2 separate regions of the Sus scrofa genome follow, and region 2 is linked to region 1. A link is a contact called in public Hi-C data. All regions are on one chromosome and are shown on one strand. Each heading gives the region's core, a stretch centred on a gene start, on an enhancer-like site or on the middle of the called end of the contact. The rest is flanking DNA. Distances are from core to core; before and after follow the strand shown. Region 1 holds the start of GSK3B (glycogen synthase kinase 3 beta). Region 2 overlaps GSK3B (glycogen synthase kinase 3 beta).

The links. A called contact is a pair of places that touch in the nucleus more often than the background predicts.
Region 2: a contact with region 1 is called in a Hi-C map of liver, with 4 times the contacts expected there. The contact joins the enhancer-like site here to the promoter of GSK3B in region 1. A contact is called at or near these places in 3 of 5 promoter capture datasets (fetal liver and liver), 11 of 47 Hi-C or Micro-C datasets (adipocytes, alveolar macrophages, fetal skeletal muscle and 6 more) and 2 of 2 datasets of contacts at active chromatin or transcription factors (alveolar macrophages and skeletal muscle).

Annotation. Positions count from the first base shown.
Region 1 is chr13:140,134,796-140,140,107 of Sscrofa11.1, forward strand. GSK3B (glycogen synthase kinase 3 beta) reads left to right here and starts at 2,371. Exons shown (of 11, transcript NM_001128443.1): 1 at 2,371-2,494. The coding sequence starts at 2,407.
Region 2 is chr13:140,287,208-140,292,519 of Sscrofa11.1, forward strand. It overlaps GSK3B (glycogen synthase kinase 3 beta), which reads left to right. Exons shown (of 11, transcript NM_001128443.1): 6 at 3,640-3,746. Among named protein-coding and RNA genes, the nearest start is that of NR1I2, 120 kb to the right of the region's middle. Within about 2 kb of position 2,169, at least 9 of the 83 cell types and tissues checked have an H3K27ac peak or open chromatin away from gene starts, as enhancers often do. A contact at or near this core is called in alveolar macrophages, fetal liver, liver and 1 more, where this site is marked.

The DNA.
Region 1 (5,312 bases), core at 1,121-3,620:
CTTCAGGATATCCGGCCTGACTGCACTTCCCCTCACCTGCTCTCGGGCCCATTTCGCTGAGGGCAGTCGCGCCCGAGGAGCGCGCGCAGCCACCATGAGCTCATTTCTCAGGGGCGTTTCTGGAAGGTCGGGCCTGGGCGCGCCCGCGCGCGGGGCTGTCGGCCTCACTCCTATCACTGGCCTTCGCGTTTGGGCGGGGCGCGGCCGCGCAGAGGTGGAAGCTTTGTTCTCAATTTAGCGTTTGAGAACTCGCACCCCTGCCTGGAAGCACACTGAATCCGTCCGGGCCTTTCGGGGAAGTAGCTGGCACTGGAGACGCGCTCTCCCCAGCGGAGGGAAACCTTGTGCGCACATGAGCCCCGCCCCGCCGGGAGCCTGTAGTCGGGAGGGGGAGAGAGCCCTTAAACCCTCAGTTCGCTTGAGCGCTCCGAGCCCCGACCGGCTGACTGCAGCAGTTTCCCACTGGCGGGCGAAGGGCTCGCGCTATCTGCGGTTTTCACACAGGCTGCGAGTAGCCACAGGCAAGCCTGTCTGACCATCCACCACAACCCCAGACGCGCTTCTCCCGGCTGCCGGGACCGCCGCCGAGGCCGAAGGCCAATCACACTGCAGCTAGGTCTCGCGATTGGAGGGCAGTGAGTGCCGATTGGCTACTGCTACCGCTTTCGGTCTCCCTCCTTTTCCCTTTTGCCCCCACTCCAGCTCCAAAGCTTGAGACCAATGAGAAGGCGCTTTATAGAGCCCTCCCTTCGCTTTCTACTTCTCCCCACCTTGGCCAGGGAGGAGACGTCCTGACTGGTCAGACTGTCCTCGGAAGCCCCATTCTCTTCACCAATCACCAAGGGAGGTACACTCCCAGCGGAGTTTTGGCCAATTACAAAGCGGTTGCAGCTCCCAGCCTTGCGGTTTCACCAGCAACTCCCGGCTTCACAGTTCTTAACTCTTCAAGCTTTTTCGTGAGAGCCGGCGACTCTGATTGGCCGCTGCTGCCATTGTCGAATTTCTCCTCCAGCCAGCCACAGTATCACTCCAACCCATCTTCTTCTCGGTCGGCTATCTTCGGCACTTTCCGCCCTTGGGCGTGATTTCCAGTGGTACTTTCTAATTGGCTCCTCTGGCCGATCGGCTTTTTCCGGGAGGAGCCGCAAACAAACGACGTCCGTGATTGGCTCCGCTCGGGCTTCGGCTCCCCTGCCGAAGGGGGCGGGCGCCGGGCTCGGCCGGCAATTCTCAGACGCCTGTTACGCGGGCGGAGGGGCGCTGGGCGGTGTAAGGCTGGGTGGGGGAGGAAGGAGGCGGAGGACGAGTAGGAGGGGGGAGGGGTTGGGGAAGAGCTAGGCGGCTGCGCAGACGGCACTCCTCACACAGAACAGCCCCCGACCCGGGCGAATGCGGGCTTTCGCTGCTGCTGCCGCCGCCGCTGCCGCCGCCGCCGCCGCCGCCGCCGCCGCCGCCCGGGCCCGAGTGACAAAGGAAGGAAGGAAGCGAGGAGGAGCCGGCCCCGCAGCCACTGACAGGGCTTCGGGCTGGGGGCAAAGCGCGGACACTTCCTGAGCGAGACCGAGCAGAGGCGAGGGGCGGGAGGGAGGGCGGTCGCGCCGGTGCCGTGGACGGGGGAGGGGGCCCCGAGGGACGGAAGCGGTTGCCGGGTTCCCATGTCCCCGGCGTATGGGGAGCAGTCGAGGAGCCGCTGCCTGGGGTCTGAAGGGAGCTGCCTCCGCCACCGCCGCCGCCATGGCCGCTGGATCCAGCCGCCGCCTGCAGCTGCTCCTGGCGCAATGAGGAGAGGAGCCGCCGCCACCGCCCGCCTCTGACTGACTCGCGACTCCGCCGCCTTCCAGTTCGCCGGGCCCCAGCCGTCAGCCCGCCGGATCCCGCCGCTGCCGGAGCCGCAGCGTTTCCCGTCGCATCTCCGAGCCACCCCCTCCCGCTCCCTCCCTCCTTCCCATCCCCCCTTCTTTTCAAGCGTGAGACTCGTGATCCTTCCGCCGCTTCCCTTCTTCATTGACTCGGAAAAAAAATCCCTGAGGAAAATATAATATTCAAAGTACTTATTTTCAATCAAGTATTTGCCCCCGTTTCACGTGATACATATTTTTTAGGACCTCCCACCCATTTCTACCCTCCAAGGAAAGGGAGGGGAGAGAATTGTATTTTTTTTTTCCCCAGTCCCAGATCATCTATATGTTAAATATCCGTACTGATCTGTCTTCAAGGAGAAATACATCGCTCGCATTTTTTTGTCGCTATACAAAAGGAGTGAAGAGCCAAGAGGACGAAGTCTTTTTTTTTTTCCTGTGGGAGAACTTAATGCTGCGTTTATCATTAACCTAACACCCCAACATAAAACAAAAGGAAGAAGAGGAGGAAGGAAGGAAAAGAAGGTGATTCGGGAAGACAGTGATCATGTCAGGGCGGCCCAGAACCACCTCCTTTGCGGAGAGCTGCAAGCCAGTGCAGCAGCCTTCAGCTTTTGGCAGCATGAAAGTTAGCAGTGAGTATTGATTTTATTTTACACTCTTTCTCCACCTCACCCTTTAAATAAGAGACTTTGAAATACCAGGATCTTAAAATATGATGTCTGATATAACAATCAGAGATAATGGAAAAGGGCAGAAACCTGTCTTCTGTCAAGGATGAGGCAGCTCCCTCTTTTCTCCTCCCATACTCCCTCCCCCGGTCTCATTAACCTTGAATAGAGGGAATATGATTTTTATTTGGATGATTTGACTTGAAATATTTCTTATAGTTTTCTTGCCAGCTTTATCAAGCGGTTGACTTATTTCCATCTTAAAATAGTGATGGAAGTGTTTACTTGGCTCATTCTCATGAATAAAGCGAAGGACAAGATTCATAAACCATTATGTGCTTTTGCAGTGTGTCTTTAGGAACAAGGGATAGTTAGCTCAGATCTCAGGGGTTATCATAGTTTTGTACACTTAATAGAGGAGCTAAATGTCACAGTCTCTTAACAGTTCTTTCTTGCCTTTGTGACTGTACAACGCATTTGTTCTTAATCCAGAGATGAACTTGCTCAGTGACCACTTTCACATTTCCAGGCAAGCATTGATTCCTCCTCTTAGAAGGGACCCGTGAGGTTGATACTCAGTAGCAGTAGTATCTCAACATGCATTGTTTTAAGTCTACCACTATAGAGTTAATATTTAATCAAAAGGTAACTTGGAAGTAGGTCCTGGTTTTGATCGAGATTTGTATTGTCATGTTGTCAGATACTGAGTTGAATGTTAACTGTCACTGACCCTCCATATATCAGTTTTGGGGATGCCATTGCATTCCATACATGCTAAATGATGTAAAGTTCAGGGGTCCCTTCTTAAGACTGTTTAAAATACTCTTGCATTGGTTTTCTTTAGGTAAGACTATCCAGTTAGAGGAATATGGATTTAGACCTTTTCATCATAGGTTTTGCAGAATGCTGTGGTCCTGGATATAATAGGGTATAATTTGGGCTCTGTTCAGGGTTATTACTAGACTGGACCCTCTTGCTAGATTTGTGCAGAAAAGTCTAGTTGAGTGGTACACTAAGTGTCAGATGTTCCTGTGTATCTCTGTTTATGTGGAATTTAAAGAGTTTATTTAAACGTACTTTCAGAATTTGACAAAAATATCTATTCTGTTTCCTTATTTCTCAAGAAAGGGGCATGATGAGGACAACGAAAAACTATTTGGTTGCCTAGAAGAAGGAGAGAATTGAACTGAGATTTTTTTTTTTAAAGTATATGCTGTTATGTGAAATTGATTATATCCTTAAACAGCATAATATAATCACTCTTAATTGAACCCAGGATTTGATTCATGTTGGCCTTTGGAGCTTGCCTAAGACAGTGTAGTCCAAGGTAATAGCTGAATGGTAGATTTTTTTTTTTTTTTTTTTTTGAGAGTTAAATTTTTTTTTGGTGACTAGCTAGTTGAGAATGCAGGGTATGTGAAGAGGGAAGCTGATGATGCATCTTTCAGGGAATGGTCAAGCTTTCTAAGCACTTCATGGGGTCATTTGAGAGGAATATTTTAAAATTCTGGGGTAGTTTTCAGCTATGATGAAGCAAATCTTTTAATAGCTACTTAAGAGCCTATTGTGGTACTGGAGTGTTAGTATGTTTTTCATCTTAGTTAAAAAACTCCTCATAATCAATTTTAGGTAATTAATTTATTAGATCTATTTCAGAGAGCAAAACAATAGCTTATAATATTAAAATTTGGGACTTCATTTTGTTTCCAGGATTCTCTTTGAAAATGACGCTTTAATTCTTGATAGTGTGGGTGTTGATTGAGAATGGAGTAATTCTTGCAAAGTGTGTGAGTTAAAGTGTCTTTTTTATTACTTCATGCAGCAACTTAACATTTAAAAAGTTGGAGTTCAGTGCTAATTATGTGTTTTTGACAATCTTAATTTTAAAGATGTTTTAGAAGAAAGGGGAGTAGTTAAGCATTAGAGTGCTGGTGTTCCAAAAGACTCCTGTTCAAAAGAGGGATACATAAAAAATTATAGACGTTAACCTGAAAAGCTTATCATTTAGTTGTTGAGGTAGTTGTTTAGTTTGTATGGGACAAAATGTGAAAACAGTATCATGATGACTACAAGATTATGTAAATACAAATAGAAAGCTTTGTACATAGGGATTAAAAAAAATAAAGGGTTGAGGTAAATGGGTTGGAGAGGATAGACTTCCTGTAGAGGTGTCTTTTAAGACAGGGGTTAAAGGAGGCTGTAACTTGAATTGACAGAGAAGCATAAAGGATTCTAGATGGAAGGAATGAAGAGAGGCACAGAGGTGGTGATTTTTGTATGACAGATCAACAAGTTTTGATTAATTTCAATTAATTTATAAAAGCGGATTGTTAAATCTGAATTTAAAGGGGCCTAAATAGGAAAATAAGAGAATTTGAGAAATGTGTTAACATTCATTGATGGAGGTCAGAGGGAGCCTCTAAAAGTTTGGAATTTACTGGAGGTTGCTGAATAAAATATTTGAAGATGGGGAGTTCCTGTCGCTGTGCAGCAGAAACCAATCCGACTAGGAACCATGAGGTTGCAGGTTTGATCCTTGGCCTCGATCAGGGGGTTAAGTATCTGGTGACGTCGTGAGCTGTGGTGTAGGTCTCAGATGAGGCTCGGATCTGGTGTGGCTGTGGCTGTGGTGTAGGCTGGCAGCTGTAGCTCGGATTGGACCCCTAGCCTGGGAACCTCCATCTGCTGCGGGTGCCGCCCTAAAAAGCAGGGAAAAACAATTGAGGATGATTTGGGCAGCTGAGTTGTTGGATTAGAGTAGAGATATAAGAGCCTTTTTAGG
Region 2 (5,312 bases), core at 919-3,418, 150 kb after region 1:
ATTATTCTCTTGCATATATTCACATTTTTACAAAATGCTATATATACACTAGGATTTTTATCATAGAATTGTTTATAAATGTCTATCAGGAAAATGACCAAATAAATTATGATACATAATATATGTAGTATATAATACATATAACATAATACACACAAGTGGCTTTCTATGAATTGAAAAGGAATGATCTCTAAGAAATACTAAATTCAGAAAGCAAGGCCAAGACTCTATATAGTATGTTCCCTTTTGTACTTTAAAAACATGCAGTGTGGCCATGTGTATACAGATACATACATGGTTTATTTCTGGAATGATATATAATAAATTCAAAACATTGATTGCTTCTAGGAAGGGAAACTGGGAGTGTAGTGTAGTTGAAACATTTGTTCCTTGATTGTGCTTTCATATTGTTTGAATTTTTATTAGATGCATATGACCCCTTTTCAGTAACAACTATTTTTTTAAATATTGGTTATTATACATTACTGTGTATCATCTTAACTTTACAGTTAACATTAATTTAGAGATGAGGTAAAAGGTCTAGTAGCAGCAATACCCCTATAATTTAGCCTCATTTCCCTCTTTGTTTTTTTCAAATTCCTTTGTATTTTCTGTCTTCTTAATAAACCCATTCCTTGGTAATATATACTGTAATAAGACTTAATCCTATCCATCTTTGTAGTATCCAGCATCTTGTGCCTTTCTGATCTAACCTTTCAGCATGAAATCAACTTTGTATTCCTATGTATCTCAGGCAGTTAACCTTTTATTTCCGCTCTAGTGTAATCACCCAGAGTCATCTCTGTCTTCATAGTCCTAATCTCTATGTAACTTGGATTCTCTCCATTTTTTTCATCCTCAGCTCTATAGATATTGACTCACATCTGCTAATAATCTGTATTTCTTCTTCTTTGTAAGACTTTTATACCAACCCACAGTTTAAATTTTAGATTTAATATAGGGTATATTTTCCACAGGCCATCTCTTGGGAAAGAGTCTTAAAAAAATAAGAACTTCAATTTTGTCATGAATTAATTCTTAGTCTCATAAGGGCGTCCTTTTAGATCATCCCCTTCTTAGAGTTGCCTGATTTCAGACATCAGTCATAGGATCCAGATCATTTTGCAGGCTGTAACTCTGTCCTTTCAACTCTAAGAAAAGGTAAAGGATATTAAATCAAAAAACTCTTACTTGACGCTTGAAACAAAGTGCTACTGCATATTATTTTTTGGACAAACTGCCCAAATCAGATGAATTTTATTGTTATAGGATGTCTTCCCCACTGAGAGTGACTGACTGGTGTGGACTGTAAAAAATACTTAGAAGACATCAACTTAGTGGGATTTCTGTTCTCACCATAGTGTCAAAACTCTGTTGCTGTGGGCCGTTCTGTTGGAACATAGAAATTGCTTTGTTCTAACATATTTGGATTTCACTTGTATGATGATAGTTCATTTTTAAGAGCTCTGATAACAAACTCTGCCTTTTTTGTTGTTGTTTTAACCATTGATTTGGGCAAGTGGAGTTTGAGATACACTCTAGATTCTTAGTGTCAATGTGGTAGTGATTTGAACAAAACAGTATTGTCCTCTTGTTAATAATTCTTTATTGAATGAAATAGGGTGAAGAGCTAGTTGGGTTTTCTTAGGACTGTATGTGACCACTGTATTGGAGGCTCTCAACCCTCAAAGGGCAGGAAGCTATATTAGCCTCACCTGAAGAGAAGGAAGGTAGATCCATCAAGTAGTGGAGAAATCTACAGGCTGTGGCGTTTTCTAATCTTAGCCTTTTTTATCTTAGAGTGAATTTGCTGACTATATAACTAGAATCTATCTTGTTAATTTAAAAAATCCTCTATAAAGTAGAAAGCTTTTATGTTATTCTAGAAAAGTGTCTTTTTTTGTAGTCTAAAAATAGGGATTAATATTTATTAATTCATGAAATGATTGCTGTGTGTCAATCTTGGGGAGAATGTTTAAAAAATAAACTGCCTTACGCCTTCTCAACTTGTACAACTTGTAACGAAGGAAGAACAGGTTAAGGTCAGAATTACCGTTGACCAGAAACAAATGGAAAAAAAAGAAAGTTCAGGAACCCCTCCCTGGCCCGTCTTAGTGGGTCAAAGGTCTGTGTTGCCACAGCTGTGGCGTAGAGGCTTGGATTTGATCCCTGGCCCGGGAACTTCCATGTGCTATGGGTGTGGCAAAGGAAGCGGGGGCGGGAGGCGTGCAGGAAAGACCAAATTGAAACCTTTGTGATTGCTTTCATCTATCTCTACTCTGATTTTCCTATACCTTTGCTTACGTTCTCTTATTACTTACTTTTTTATGATTAGGATTCCATTGCTTGTATTTATTTTCTGTATTTATCTTTCTTATATTGTATGTCAAAATGATTAGCTTCTATAGCATTTTTTATTTCAGTTTGTCTTCAAGTTATATTGAGAAACATTGCAAAAAATTTTAATTTACTTTAATATTTAAAATGCATGCCATAAAATATTTGGGAAGGAAAGTTGGATTAAAAGAAGGTGTGATTAATCTTTATAGACAACAGAATTAGAATTCATAGACTGTGCTTTCTATCTGTCCTACAGGAAAGGGTCTTTTTAATTGGGTAATGAATGTTTAGACAGTTAATAAATTGGTCAAATGGTGGAAAAATAAAATAGATTGGGTCTGTAAGCCTTGAAGTACCGAGTCAGAAGTCAAATTATAAGAGAGTGCTGATTTCTTAACCTTTTAAAAAACATATTACTTAAGCATTCTTGTGTGTGTGTGTGTGTCTTTTAGGGCCCACCTGCGTCATATGGAGGTTCTCAGGCTAGGGGTCAGCCACGGCAATGCCAGATCCTTAACCCACTGAGCGAGGTCAGGAATCAAACCTTTGTCCTCCTGGATGCTAGTCAGGTTCGTTAACCGCTGAACCACAATGGGAACTCCTACTTAAGCATTCTTATATTAAAAATCTATTACGGAGTTCCCGTCGTGGCGCAGTGGTTAACGAATCCGACTAGGAACCATGAGGTTGCGGGTTTGATCCCTGCCCTTGCTCAGTGGGTTAACGATCCGGCGTTGCCGTGAGCTGTGGTGTAGGTTGCAGACGCGGCTCAGATCCTGCGTTGCTGTGGCTCTGGTGTAGGCCAGTGGCTACAGCTCCGATTCGACCCCTAGCCTGGGAACCTCCATATGCTGCGGGAGCGGCCCAAGAAATAGCAAAAAGACAAAAAAAAAAAAAAAATCTATTACTATGCTTTTTGGTGAGAGGCGGTACCTCTTATTTGTCTGCTTTTCTTTCTCTGTATTTTAGAGGTGAAATTCAGGGAACAAGAGCAGAAGATACATAGTGTTTATCCTTTGTGATTTTTAAAATCTTTCCATGGTAACAATTGTCAGATGCACTCTTTAAAAGTAACTGTTGTTTTTTGTTTTTTGTTTTTTGTTTTCAGAGTGGTGTGTTAAAATTATAAGTTTCTTTTGTCAGAGATAGTTATGGTTCATATTTTCTTTTTCCTGTATGTTGCATGACAGGAATTATGGGAATCTTAGATAAACATTCGGTGTTGCAAATGATAGCAGTTTTGTTTCATTTACAGTTTAGATTTAATTTAAAGAATTTCTGCTTTTGATCTTTTATTAGTGCAAAGCAGCTGGTCCGAGGAGAACCCAATGTTTCGTATATCTGTTCTCGGTACTATAGGGCACCAGAGTTGATCTTTGGAGCCACTGATTATACCTCTAGTATAGGTAAGTACTGATTCTGAATATAATGGGTTGTAGTTATTAATTGCATCTTGTTTTTAGAAATATGTTTCTTCTCAAAGATTGATATACAAAAATGTATATAATTTTTAGAATTTCATCTCTTAGAATTTAATTTATATTTACTATTCTACTTTGAGGTTTCTTGGATTATAAGAAAAAGTAATAAAGTTATTCCTTTGTGATTGTATGATTTCTCTAGGATTACAGTTATTTTTAACTTAAAATTTTAAATAAATTCTAAGTATACTTTTTCTTCACTTAAAAGAAAAATTACCCTGAAATACCCACTTTTGAGCTTGATTATTAGTTGGAGAATTTACATTCATTAAGTTCGTGAGTAAAGTGGTAGGATTACCATTTTACTGAGTCTTACTGTGCTGTTTCAATTGGTTATTTAAGTCAGCTCAAAAGGAACAGTTTTGACTTTTTCAATTAGTAGTTTGGATAGACCCATTAATTCTGTAGAAGTTGCCACTAAAGATCTTTAATGATAGAAGCAATTGAATAGAGACAATTTTCTTCATTCTTCATTGACCTCTTCTACTCTATTTTTGCTCACTAGTAGGGGTGCACAAGTATTTTCAGTGGGCATGAATAGGAAGCTGGAGCAACCTTAGGGTGACATGCAGATGGAGGTCAAAATTATTTTATTGTTATATATTGTTTCTGAAGAGTATTCCTTAGTTCAGAAACAAACAAAAGCATGCAAATACCAAACAAACAAAAACTAAAATAAAAAGCTCACAGTAACAAGAACTTGGACACTTTTTCTCTTTTGATAACATGTAAAAATTCTCTAGTATGAATGAAGACCTTTAAACAGAAACACATTACTGTTATTTTTATTTTGCCAAAGGGCAAAGTGCCAAAGAACATTTTGATTTGTGCCATGAGGCCAGTAGTTTAACTCACCATTTCTCTTGCACCGTCAGTGCAAATGTCAACATAGTGAAAAATGAAGCTTATGAAAATAACTTTGCCCTCAGCACCTCTGAAAAGGTCTAGGAGACCCAGTGCTCTGCAGATCATACCTTGAGACCTGCCGCCCTGGAAGATAGAGAGTATAATAATGTGTGTGTGTGTGTGTGTGTGTGTGTGTCTGTGTCTGTGTGTGTAAAATGCTCAAAAGTTTCACTATGGCTATGTTATAAGGCATATGTTCAGGGACAGATGAGAACTAGTATAATGGATGTTTTGGTTGAATAGACCAAAATTTGAGGTCCAGGTTTACTGCTACTCAGCTAAGCTATAAAGTGGAGATTACAAACCATTCTGTTTACCTTTCTGAGTGGCTGTAAGGATTAAATAAAATGTTAGTGAAAGTACTATAGAAATATGAAGTGGGAGTTCCTGTCGTGGCTCAGCAGAAAGGAATCTGACTAGCATCCATGAGGATGAAGTTTCGATCCCTGGCCTTCCTCAGTGGGTTAAGGATCTGGCATTGCTGTGAGCTATGGTGTGGTTTGCAGACATGGCTCGGATTGCACATTGCTGTGGCTATGGGGTAGGCTGGCAGCTGCAGCTCTGATTCAACCCCAAGCCTGGGAA